Regions from separate parts of the Mus musculus genome. Here regions 1, 2 and 3 are each linked to region 4. The links are chromatin contacts, called in public HiCAR-type, HiChIP or PLAC-seq and promoter capture Hi-C maps. All regions are on one chromosome and are shown on one strand. The core of a region is the stretch at or near the end of the contact, and the rest is flanking DNA. Distances in the headings are between cores, read along the strand shown. Region 1 overlaps Ptger4 (prostaglandin E receptor 4 (subtype EP4)). Region 2 holds the start of Cplane1 (ciliogenesis and planar polarity effector 1). Region 3 holds the start of Wdr70 (WD repeat domain 70). Region 4 holds the start of Osmr (oncostatin M receptor).

Region 1 (2,700 bases), core at 71-2,570, 1.6 Mb before region 4:
TATGACAATAGCGTAGCTTCTGCCATCTTCCTGTCCAGTAGAAAAAAGCTGCCAAGTTGCAACTGCAATCTCGAGTCACATCAGAATGACAGCCAATGTGCTTCAAGCCTGGGCACTCAAGGACCTCAGTCTGCAGCCTTGGAGAGCCCTCAGGAGCTCGCCTGTTCTCTAGTGGGAGTCCAGATGAAGACAGCCCTTCTGAGTACAGCTATGTATGTCTATTGCACAGGATTTTATAAGATTCCCCCTTTAGCTACTATATACATTTTTCAGATAATTTCAGAGTTTCACTGGGGAATGTGACTTGCAGAGAGTTTCCTTTAGAGGCAGGCTCCTCTCTGTGGCTCCCACTAACCTCATCCACCAACAGGACACTCTCAGAGTCCTGGCCCTGGGAGGAGTCTGAGGTCTCGGAAATTCGCAAAGTTCTCAGCGAGGTGGTGTCTGCTTGGGTCAGGCCCATGCCATGCGAACCTGGAAGCAAATTCCTGCCTCCGAGGCTGCTTTCAGTCAGGTCTGGCAGGTACAGGAGGGTCTGGGACGTGCTGCTGATCTCCTTTAACTCCCGGGCGAGGAAGGAGCGAGAGTGGCCGGACATGGCGGAAGATGTCCTCCGACTCTCTGAGCAGTGCTGGGCCGAGCTGTCTCTGCCGGAACCGCCAATGCGGCAGAAGAGGCACTTGATCTTCTCTATGGCTTTACTGAGCACAGTCTTCCGAAGAAGGATGTAAATCCAGGGGTCCAGGATGGGGTTCACAGAAGCAATCCTGATGGCCTGCAAATCTGGGTTTCTGCTGATGTCTTTCACCACGTTTGGCTGATATAACTGGTTAATGAACACTCGCACCTGTGTAAACGAGAGGCAGGCCCACGTTGAAATTTTTATAATTATGCAATTTGGCAAAATACTTAAGTGCTCCATTTATCTTTGCCACGTGACGTGATGTAGCTGCTCTCATGTGGGAATGCCTGCTCTGCTACAGCAGTTGACACAACAAGCTAGTTACTGTATTTTAAAGGAGACTCATTTTGTAAGCCAATTAACGGTGAAATCATTACAAAAAGCTGAGTTGTCTATGCTTTACCCCCAGAGAAAATGCTTTGTTGTTTTGACCCACCGACGATCTCTCCTGTCACCCAGAATCACTGGAGAACTATGTTTTCAGCGAGATGGTGTCCGCTTGGGTCAGTCCTAGCTCTCCCTGCTCTCCCTAGTAGTTACATAGTGTTACTGTCTCTCAGCTACTGCACGTGGGCAGGCTCGGGAAGAGCCCTTCCTGAGAAGCAATAGCATTGGGCTTTGATGGAGGAGGGGCAGTCTGCCAGCTTCCCACGGAAGGAAATAAGATTCGGCAGGCAGAGAGAAAGTGCAGAGTCATGGAAGAGTGAAATGCTATGTCATCCTCCAGGAAAGCCGGATGATTCACTGGAATGAGCCAGGTCACCATAAGCCTAGGCAATGTTAGCATTCCTTAGCGGAGAAAGCACTTGTTAGTACTCTCAAGTGTATTCCCAATGTGTTGTAAAACTTGCTTGTAACCCAGGTAAAGTGAAGCTCTGAGATCATAATCACTGCCCTGCTCGTGGGAATTATTTTAGGTGAGGAAGAAATAAAAAGTTATTCTCGTAGTCAGGAAAGAGGAATACCAGTTTTAAAGGGCGAATGAGCACCCACAAAGAGCCTGTAGCAATTAGAAACAAACGTTTGTAACAAGACTTGATGTTTTCACTGTCATGGTGTTTGGTGTAATAACTAATGATTCATGCTATATTGCTTACCAGAAAAGGGCATGGATATGTTAAGAAAAATAGCAATTTGGGTAAAAGCTTTAAAAAATTAAAGATATATTTTTAAATTAATTTGTAAAATTCAATTTATATGCAACTTATTTCTTGATGATCTGAGCCAATGATACAACTCTATGTCTGTTTCTTCATTGATCCCATTTAGGCAAATGCCCAAGAGTCCTTGCACGTCCCCAGTGTTCTTAGTAGTCATTGTTTTTCCCCACTGGTTTTGGAAATATATTGGTTGTAAAACTTGTAAAAACCTAACCTAAATTTCTATCGGTTCCGATATGTTGTTAGCAGCTACTCTTCTAGGAGCCACGGAATTGTGAACTCTAAAGATTTTGGAGAAAGGATTATCAACCGCAAGTCTTGTAGAATAAAAGAGTCAAATGGACTTCAGATGAAATTCATCTTGTTCTCTTGAGGGCAGATCAGTAAAAATGATGGAAATTAAACAGCAGGGGATGTTTCTAAAGATGAAAGAAGTGTTGGGTAGGAACGGGCTGGTAGCCCTGTCGGTGGCAGGGTTTGTGTGAAACGGACACGCTAATCAGCCTCCAGAGGGCAGTGTTGCCTCACTCTGGAGCGGCTAGTGCTGTCTCTCCTGGGACAGGTTTTGTTTTGTTTTGTTTTGTTTTGCTTTGTTTTGTGAAAGAAGCTTTTAAAACAGAATCTTGGTTAAGTTTGGACTTTGAATGATATATCTTAACATGTTTTTATACTGGTTGCTTCTCCACCAAAACCTCAAAGGAAACACGGTTTACCTCTGAAAAGAGGAAATTTCTGAACGGTTAAAACAAAAAGCTGTAGTTACTTAAAGGAACGCATGAAGAATTCACATTTTGTTTTTAAATTAAGTCAATGTTGTAAAAAAAATGAATGATGTATTGTTTCATTTTATCTTCAGCC
Region 2 (2,808 bases), core at 134-2,633, 1.3 Mb after region 4:
CAGTCGTTGTATACGTAGAAGGCTCAGGGCTTGACAGGTTCTGACTGGAGCTGTCTGAAAGGCTGGATGAACCTAATCCGTCTGGAACCTGGGGCTATTCCTGAAGCTGCTCTAGAAGCAAGTCTCTGGAGACAGCATCAGAAGGGAGGGGGCTGGAGCAGCAGCTCATTTCAGCGTCCATGCGGATGAACCTTGTCAGAGCTGCACATTCAGCAATACGTGAATCTTACAACCAACAGTTTAGTACTGTAAGATACCTGTGTGGATTGTGCAAAGTGCACAGATGAGTTAAGGTTGAACTTTTGCTCCTTGTTTGAGCAGGTAAAAGACGAGTATTCTTTTTATGAGTTAATTTGATCGATAACCAATTGTGATAAATCCTTCATGACATGTGAAGAATTCCATGACCAACACGATTTATTGTCTAATTTTAGCTGAAGTTTTGGCTAGAGACTTTTTTTTTTTTTTTTTGGTTTTTTGAGACAGGGTTTCTCTGTGTAGCCCTGGCTGTCCTGGAACTCACTCTGTAGACCAGGCTGGCCTCGAACTCAGAAATCCGCCTGCCTCTGCCTCCCAAGTGCTGGGATTAAAGGCGTGCCACCACTGCCCGGCAAGTTTTTGTTGTTGTTGTTGTTGGTTTTTGTTTGTTTGTTTGTTTATTTATCTATTATATGTGTGTGCACTGTTGTCTTCAGACACTCCAGAAGAGAGCATCAGATTTTTGTTATGGATGGTTGTGAGCTACCATGTGGTTGCAGGGATTTGAACTCAGGACCTTTGGAAGAGCAGTCGGTGCTCTTAACCGCTGAGCCATCTCACCAGCCCGTTGTTGTTGTTTTTTAACTTGTTATTTTATGAGTGTTTTGCCTACGTGTATGTATGTGCACCACCTTTGTAGCTGGTGCCCACAGAAGCCACAAAAGAGTGTCAGATGCCCTGGAACTGGAGTTACTCAGGGTTATGTCGTAGGTGCTGGGACTCTGAAATCGGGTCCTCCACAAAGGCAACAACTGCTCTTAACAGCGCAGATCTAAATGTTGGTTCTTAAGGCATTCTCATGCCAAGCTCCACGGAGAGCTCGGAAACTCAAAAGTCTTGCACGAGGGGAAGCCAGGGATGGATGGAGAGAGAAAGGACTACCGAGCTGAGGAGAGAGCAGGAGGGCAGGACAGACTCGGTGGAGGTAACCCACTCTGGCAGGCTTGCAGCGCTCTCCCAGAACCCCGGCGCAAAGCTGGCTACGCCGAGGAGGCGGGGCGGGCGGGGATCCGTCAGGTGCCCGCCCACGGAGCGGCATGGAGCATGCGCAGTGGGGCGGCCCCGCCCACGCGTCGCCTGGACACGGCTCTGGGGTGGCGGGCGCGGCCTCCTCCAGGGCTCAGCGGCTTCGCAGCCTCTGCGGTCCTCGGTGGGAGGTGGCGGCCTTGGGACCTTCCCCAGGGGCTCGGTCCCCGTGCCCCCCGCCTCCCAGGGTCTCCGGGCTAGCTGTGGGGACTTCCGTTTTCCTCGCGGCCGCCCGCCGTCCCGCCCAGGTCCTTCTTTGGGTCGCAGGCGTCCCCTCCCCGCCGTGGCCCCTCACACCTCCACAGGGGACCTCCGGGCAGGACTCTGCGGCCACAGCCACGAGGAAACCTCTGAGGAGACCCCAGCGGACGGCAGAGCAGTGAGGGATGGACGCGGGTTCCTAGCATCCTCCGTAGCACAAACCCCGCCCGGGACGTCAGCGATTTTCTTGAAATTGTATGCTCCGATTTGTTTGAAATAAAGGTACCTTTCCCCGGTTCCCGTAGACTGGGCAGATTACTCCTGTCATACATATATTTTTGCGCCATGGAGCGGATTTTTTTTAAAAATCAGTTCTTCCATCTGCAGTGTCTGTTGTGTAGTGCTTGGTCTATCCAGTAGCATCAGTGTTTTGAGAGGCTTTGCAGTATGCGTCAGAAAATGGTGTTTGCTGCATCCCAGGAGAGAGGTGATTGTTAGAATTCTAAGTGACGGGAGGTTGTACGTGATTCTGTAGCGCACCGTACTGAAATCTTGAAGTGGGTTTGCTGTCTTTCTATCTTTTATGCTTTACTTGAAAAAAAAAATATGTCTATCTTTTCCCAAACAAATCCTTTGCATAAATCTTTAAGTGTCTTTCACATCTAGAAGGACTCATTAGACAAAAAACATAATACAATTAATCCCTCAAAACCAAAACTAACAAGTTGCTGTCACCAGTAGAATCTAACGATGATTAACTCAGTCGTGCTGGGTTTTCTCCTGTTGCCTTTTATCAATTTTGCATTTAAAGTTGCATAATGTAATTAAATATGTATTTTAGATTAACCAGTTCCTTATGTTTTGCTGTACCTTATTTTTCTCTTTACATGTGCATATGTATAGTATTTAGGAATTATTAAACTACCTAGAAATAGCTTTTGATTTGAAGATGATTGCGTATATTAAATAGTCTTATATTCACTTGTCATACTCAGAATAATGCATATTTCTGGTAATGCTATTTTACATGAGTAGTCATCAAATTTAGGAAACTTGGCATTGAATAATATAGCATTTTTGTTTTGTTTTTTGATGCAGAATAAAATGCTTCATTTGGCCGCCTTGTGTGGTTAAATCATCCTTCATTTGGAACACCTGAGCTTCTGATTCTTCGCTGACACTGGTTGGTTAGTTTCATGTCCATTTATCACAAACCAGAATCATTTGGGAAGAACCTGAGTTGAAAAAAATGTCCCCCCCCCACCTCACGTGCCAAAACAGTGGTATGGCAGCTCTTTTCATTTTGAGGCAGGGTCGGGCTGG
Region 3 (2,733 bases), core at 61-2,560, 1.2 Mb after region 4:
GTGATTCTCCTAATTTTCTGAAGTCAAAAACAGGAGTTGGAGAGATGATTCACAAGTTAAGAACACTTGTTGCTCTTGCAAAGGACATGTTTAGTTCCCAGGGCCCACAAGGTGGCTCACAACCATCTGTAACTCTAGTTCCATGGGACCCAGTGACCTCTTCTGGCCCCCATAGGTACTGCAGGCAAATGGTGCACAGACATAGAGGCAAAACAACCGCTCAGAAATATAACTATATATACATTTATCTTTTAAAAAAATAAATCCACCGGGTGGTGGTAGCTCAAGCCTTTAATCCAGGCAACCGGGAGACCGAAGCAAGCAGATCTTTACGGGTTCGATGCCAGCCTGGTCTACAGGGTGATATCCAGGACAGCCAGGACTGTTACACAAACACACACACACACACACACACACACACAAAACCTGTCTAGAAAAAAACAAAAAACAAACAAACAAACAAAAGAGGAGAATGAATAGGAAGAAGAGGAAAAGAGGAGGTGGAAGAGGGAAGGAAAAAGAAGAAAAGAAGGGAGAAAAGAAAGAAAAAAAGTAAATACTGTAACTACCCTTTTATCGACTAATTACCTAGAAGAAGCTAAGTAGATGAATAAATGAAACAATGAATGAATGAGAACTAGGTACATCAGAGAGACATTTGTTCCCAAAACAAATTACAGGTCAATTTCCATTTGATTTTTCTAGCACTGATACTATTAACAGATGATTATGTCTTTTGAGACTGTTTTTTCTTTTAAATCACCTAATAATGTGACAAGACCAGGGTATACATTAAGACTGAAGAGGAAGAAACGCTATATCCACCAAAATGTTATTTAATGGTCGCCACTAAATGTCTTTCTCAGACTGGGTCACCATAGTAATCCCTTTCCGTCAAGGTTTCCAACTGTCACCTGAACTGGTCTCAACAGTTTAAATGGGACCGATTCGGATTTGGCACGGCGGAAGGCGCCGGTCAAAAGTGGCAGCTCTCCTACCCTTTACTCGCAAGCCCCGGGCGAAGTCGGGCTGGGCTCTGCCCCGGGCAGTCACTCACCGAATCCTGTGAAGCCCATGGTGACCGCCAGCTGAGGGTCGGGTCCCGCCGTGTCTGCGCCTGTCACTGGAGCAAGAAACAAAGGACAGACCGGCCGTCAGCCCGGCGCTCCAGTGCCCAGCACGGCCCTCCACCCCGGCTGGCCCGCCTAACCCACACCCACCTTCGCTGGTTCCCGAGTGCTCCATGACTGCCCGAGCCCACCGCCTCCGTGGATGCAGCAGCGCGCGACTCCCGGCAAGCCCGACGGAAGTGTCGTCACCGAGACCGCGTCGCCAAGAGCGGCCCGGCTGCGTGGGTAGGCAGGCTTTCGGACTCTCGCCCCCTAGCGGTGCGGAGGGAATGCGCTGACAAGCCACGAGGAGGTCTAGTTTGGGAGTTCCCTAAAACCTTTCGGTGGTTTCAGATGCGTTCTCAAGCAAAGTCCTGGCACGTTTCTAAGGAAATCAACAGAATCTTGTTATTTGCATGCTACTTTTATCTATATTCGTAATGTACTTGACGTACATGATGAAACTTCCACTGCTGCCCATCTTCTCAGTATGCTTGAAGAAACCACTATCTAGTTATAAAGATGCCAGAAAACTGAAGAGTTGTTAGGAATGTTTAAAGCGCTTGCCCTCAGTCTCCACTCTCTAGGCTAGCCTTGTTTACTAAGGGTTCCAAATGTTACATGTTACATAACTACTGTGTTTCCAATTTATTTTAGTTTCTTTACAACTCTGTTCCTATTCTTAATGACACATCATTTAATATACTTTTAAAGTCTAAAACAAATACTTGGTTGAATTTTTCTTTTGTCAGAGTCTCTCATTTTGTAATCCATGCCTGGCCCAGAACTCAGAGACCCATCTAGATTCCTCTGCCTCCCAAGCTTTTAAAGATGTGTGCTACCAAGCCAAGTGAAAATACTTCATTTTCACATGCACTCAATGATTGTGGACGTGGTATAAACATGCCTTACTGTGCAACCTGCAGACCTATTCTTCTACTATGTGGTTCTGGGGGTGGACCTCAAGTCACAAGCTTAGCAGAAAAGACAATTTCCTACTGAGCCTTGTAGTCCACTCAAGAATGAAAATTCTTTGATAAAATTACTCCTGAGCCCCAATATTAGACTCCTGTCTCTGTCTATGGTTCATTGATAATGATTATCTAATGCTTCCATTGTCCTTAGAGTAAAAGAAAAATTTATTAGTACAAAGAAGCTGTAGATCTGTGGTTGCTTAGCATAGACAAGGCTAAGGGTCTGTATTGGATCTCCACCACAAAAAAATACAAATTTAATAAAAGGTTAGCCTGACTTCCAAAACCTTTCTATTCCAATCTTGTCATTTTCAACATTCCCATTTAGTGCAGGGAGCGGCCTCAGAACACATAGTCCTGAATGCTTTAACTCTTCACCAAGTCATTGATCCAACCAGCTCATCTCCAACTATCAAATTAAATCTCTCCTGCTTTTGAAAGCATCTGTAGAACTTTGTAGGCCTCCAACTAAATAAGGCCCACCTACCATGTGATACCCTAGTCTGTCTTCATAATATAATGGCTGGGCAGGCACTCTTGAGTGGTTATTAAATGAATTAATAAGAAGAAATGGTTGTGAAGGCAAGTTACTTTTCCTATGCACAAGATGTATATAATTTGTAGCAAGGAAGTTTGGGTTTGCCTCAAGA
Region 4 (2,700 bases), core at 159-2,658:
GACAGACACACACACACACAGACAGACACACACACACAAACACAGACAGACACACAGACACACACACACAGACAGACACACACACACACACACACACAGAGACACACACACACAGACACACACACACACACACAGAGAGACACAGACACACACACACACACACACAGAGACACACACACACAGACACACACACACACACACAGAGAGACACAGACACACACACACACACACACACAGAGACACACACACAGAGACACACACACAGAGACACACACACAGAGAGACACAGACACACACACACAGACACACAGACACACAGACACACAGACACACAGACACACAGACACACAGACACACACACACACACACACACACACACACACGGTCTCCCCCGACATCCACCACCACCACCACCTCTCAAAAGCAGAATGCCTTTGGTCTGCACCTAGCTTCCACTTTCAATTCTGTCTGCTTTGCTTACATCCATCCTCACGTCCACGAGTCCTGAGCTGAAAAACAGCTTGATCGCAAAGCGCTTTCACCATGTCCTGCAGGCAGGTAGCATCTGTCCGTCTGAAAGTAATCCCTATATCTGTGCCCTTGGTCACTCACAAGGCAGGCAGGGAAGATGAAGAGTGTGTGAACAAGCGGCCCGTCAAGAACTGTTACAGGGAACCTGTATTCACGCTCCCGTTTCAGCATCTCACTGGTGCCTACTCTCAGAGACACTGACCCCTATGCGCATCCTTGCCTGTTAGTGGTGACACTTCCGTTCAAGCAGCTCGAGAGGTGGTACCTGCTCTCCCCACCCGCATAGAAGCTCTGCCCCCAAGGCTGTGGGGTGCTCTTCTCTGAGTGGAGAGGGAAGCACCTAGTCCCGGAGAAATGACAGGGACGGGTGGGAGTTAAGGACTGGAAAGCAAGAGGCTGGGGGAAACCATCAACTCCCACTCCCACGGGGTATTGTGAGAGAAACCAAATTGGCCCAAATGGGAGTTCTAACTCAGCAAGTGTTTCCCCAGCTGCTTGAGTGAGAGGCCAGGGGACGGTGAACCTCAAAGCAGGCCTGGACTGGTGTCCCAGCGACGTGCACGCTGAGAGTATCTAGTCTTTTAGAGTTGCCCACCAATTAGGTGGCACTTTTCTGGCACAACCTCTTGCGGCTCCTGAGAGTGCAGTCTCGGGAGGCAAAAACTAACGCAGGACAGGGCAGAGGCGCGGGGCAGCAAAGCTCTCGGCTCGCCCGTCGGAAAGTGGATGGAGGCGGCAGCGCGGGCACACGGGTCCCGTACTCACCCGCCTGGCGACCTGCTCCGGAGCCTTGCCGGTCCTCGGCCTCACAGGGGAACGGGCGCGGACGTCTGTCCAGGCGTGTGGAGGCGGCCCCGCGCCCCAGCTATGAATCAACTACGGGGCAAGTGTCCAGGGGCGGGAGTTACGGGAAAGCGCCGGGGGAGGGCCGAGGGGCCAAGTACTGTTGCAATTTCCCGTCTCGCTGAGCACTTTTGGCACTCCTGGGACCCACAGGAATTTGCTCCTGGTCCCAAGGGGATGTAGGGGGGAACGATCGGGACCCTGCGACGGGCGCGGTTCCCGGGACCGGGCGGGCAGCACCGGTGAGAAGGGAAGTGGGAGAGGCCTGGGAGGAAAAGCTGGTCCTTGAGCATCGTTGTTCCTGGAGGGAGAGGGGACGAGCTGCGACCCAGTGCCCCGTGCCAGGTGTCCTGCACAGAGCCAATTGTGTTGCTTGGGAGATCCAACCCCAGCGCTCCGTCTGAAAATTACCTGAAATGTCAAACTGTTGGATCAAACTTGTGATCGAGTTGACTTTCGGCGTTCAGAGCAAGACAGACGTGTTAGAACAGAGATCTATGAACTGTGCTTCCTCTACAGGACCTGGAAACGCCCTGTGTGGCCACGCCTCCTTCAGCTACAGACCTGAATTCTTTGTCCACGAAGATCCAAGTTCCTTTCTCTCCTTAGAACGCCATCAGATCTTTACTAACCGGGCACTTGAAAGACATTTTTGACCTCTCTTTATGGCTGCATGGTAAAATGTCCACAGCCACGTCGTCTTTGGGAACTGGCACAAAACTATCGCCACAGGAGGTGTGGCAACAAGTTCCCACCAGTCGCCAGGCCAAGAAGCCTGGAGAACCGCCCACTTGCACACTATACCTTGCTCCAAGCTATAGTTCAGTTCACATTTGGAAACTACCTACAAGTCACAAATGGAAGGAGACTGAGGGAAATGGCTATAGATCAGAACTTGCGGATCCACAAATCAGTCTTAGAATAAGTAACTGGGGTATTGGGACACCTCAAAACAATGTCAGAAATATTAGTTACAACGCCTTACTTTCGTGTCTGTGTATGCTTTTTCTTCCTCCCTAATGACAATTCAGGGAAGGATCTTTTATTATTATTATTATTATTATTATTATTATTATTATTATTAAAGATAGTACTCCTCTAAATACCTAATACCTAATGGTGCCTGAAAGACTGGAGCACACAGCAAATATTTGAAGAGAATTAGAAAAAGGCACATCGTGTCTAGTAAATAATGTGTGCTCCTTTGCCATAGCCATTATTACTTATTTTAAATGAGCCCATTAGTGTGGCCGTGCGAACAGCCGCGGGAGCAGTGTGGAGCCAAGTTCTCACCCATTAAAAAGGCTTTTTGATTCTATTTATCTG

What was found. Promoter capture Hi-C pulls out the DNA fragments that hold promoters and counts their contacts. HiCAR-type assays count read pairs that join an accessible place to other places. HiChIP or PLAC-seq counts read pairs in DNA pulled down with a chosen protein or histone mark.
Region 1: a promoter capture Hi-C map of hippocampal neurons shows a contact between it and region 4, with 10 times the contacts expected there. The contact joins the enhancer-like site here to the promoter of Osmr in region 4. A contact is called at or near these places in 3 of 39 promoter capture datasets (embryonic stem cells, hippocampal neurons and liver).
Region 2: an H3K27ac HiChIP or PLAC-seq map of the NIH/3T3 cell line shows a contact between it and region 4, with 6 times the contacts expected there. The contact joins the promoter of Cplane1 here to the promoter of Osmr in region 4. A contact is called at or near these places in 3 of 39 promoter capture datasets (3T3-L1-derived adipocytes, hippocampal neurons and liver) and 1 of 115 datasets of contacts at active chromatin or transcription factors (the NIH/3T3 cell line).
Region 3: a contact with region 4 is called in a HiCAR-type map of astrocytes, with 4 times the contacts expected there. The contact joins the promoter of Wdr70 here to the promoter of Osmr in region 4. A contact is called at or near these places in 4 of 39 promoter capture datasets (the 3T3-L1 cell line, 3T3-L1-derived adipocytes and hippocampal neurons), 1 of 115 datasets of contacts at active chromatin or transcription factors (astrocytes) and 1 of 9 other capture datasets (embryonic stem cells).

What each region holds. Positions count from the first base shown.
Region 1 is chr15:5,234,376-5,237,075 of GRCm38.p6, forward strand. Ptger4 (prostaglandin E receptor 4 (subtype EP4)) reads right to left here. Exons shown (of 3, transcript NM_008965.2): 3 at 1-847. The coding sequence ends at 257. Among named protein-coding and RNA genes, the nearest start is that of Ptger4, 8.5 kb to the right of the region's middle. Within about 2 kb of position 1,321, at least 92 of the 459 cell types and tissues checked have an H3K27ac peak or open chromatin away from gene starts, as enhancers often do. A contact at or near this core is called in hippocampal neurons, where this site is marked.
Region 2 is chr15:8,167,723-8,170,530 of GRCm38.p6, forward strand. Cplane1 (ciliogenesis and planar polarity effector 1) reads left to right here and starts at 1,384. Exons shown (of 53, transcript NM_001162906.1): 1 at 1,384-1,767; 2 at 2,584-2,672.
Region 3 is chr15:8,097,899-8,100,631 of GRCm38.p6, forward strand. Wdr70 (WD repeat domain 70) reads right to left here and starts at 1,311. Exons shown (of 18, transcript NM_001081402.1): 1 at 1,221-1,311; 2 at 1,058-1,123. The coding sequence starts at 1,245.
Region 4 is chr15:6,872,905-6,875,604 of GRCm38.p6, forward strand. Osmr (oncostatin M receptor) reads right to left here and starts at 1,409. Exons shown (of 18, transcript NM_011019.3): 1 at 1,297-1,409.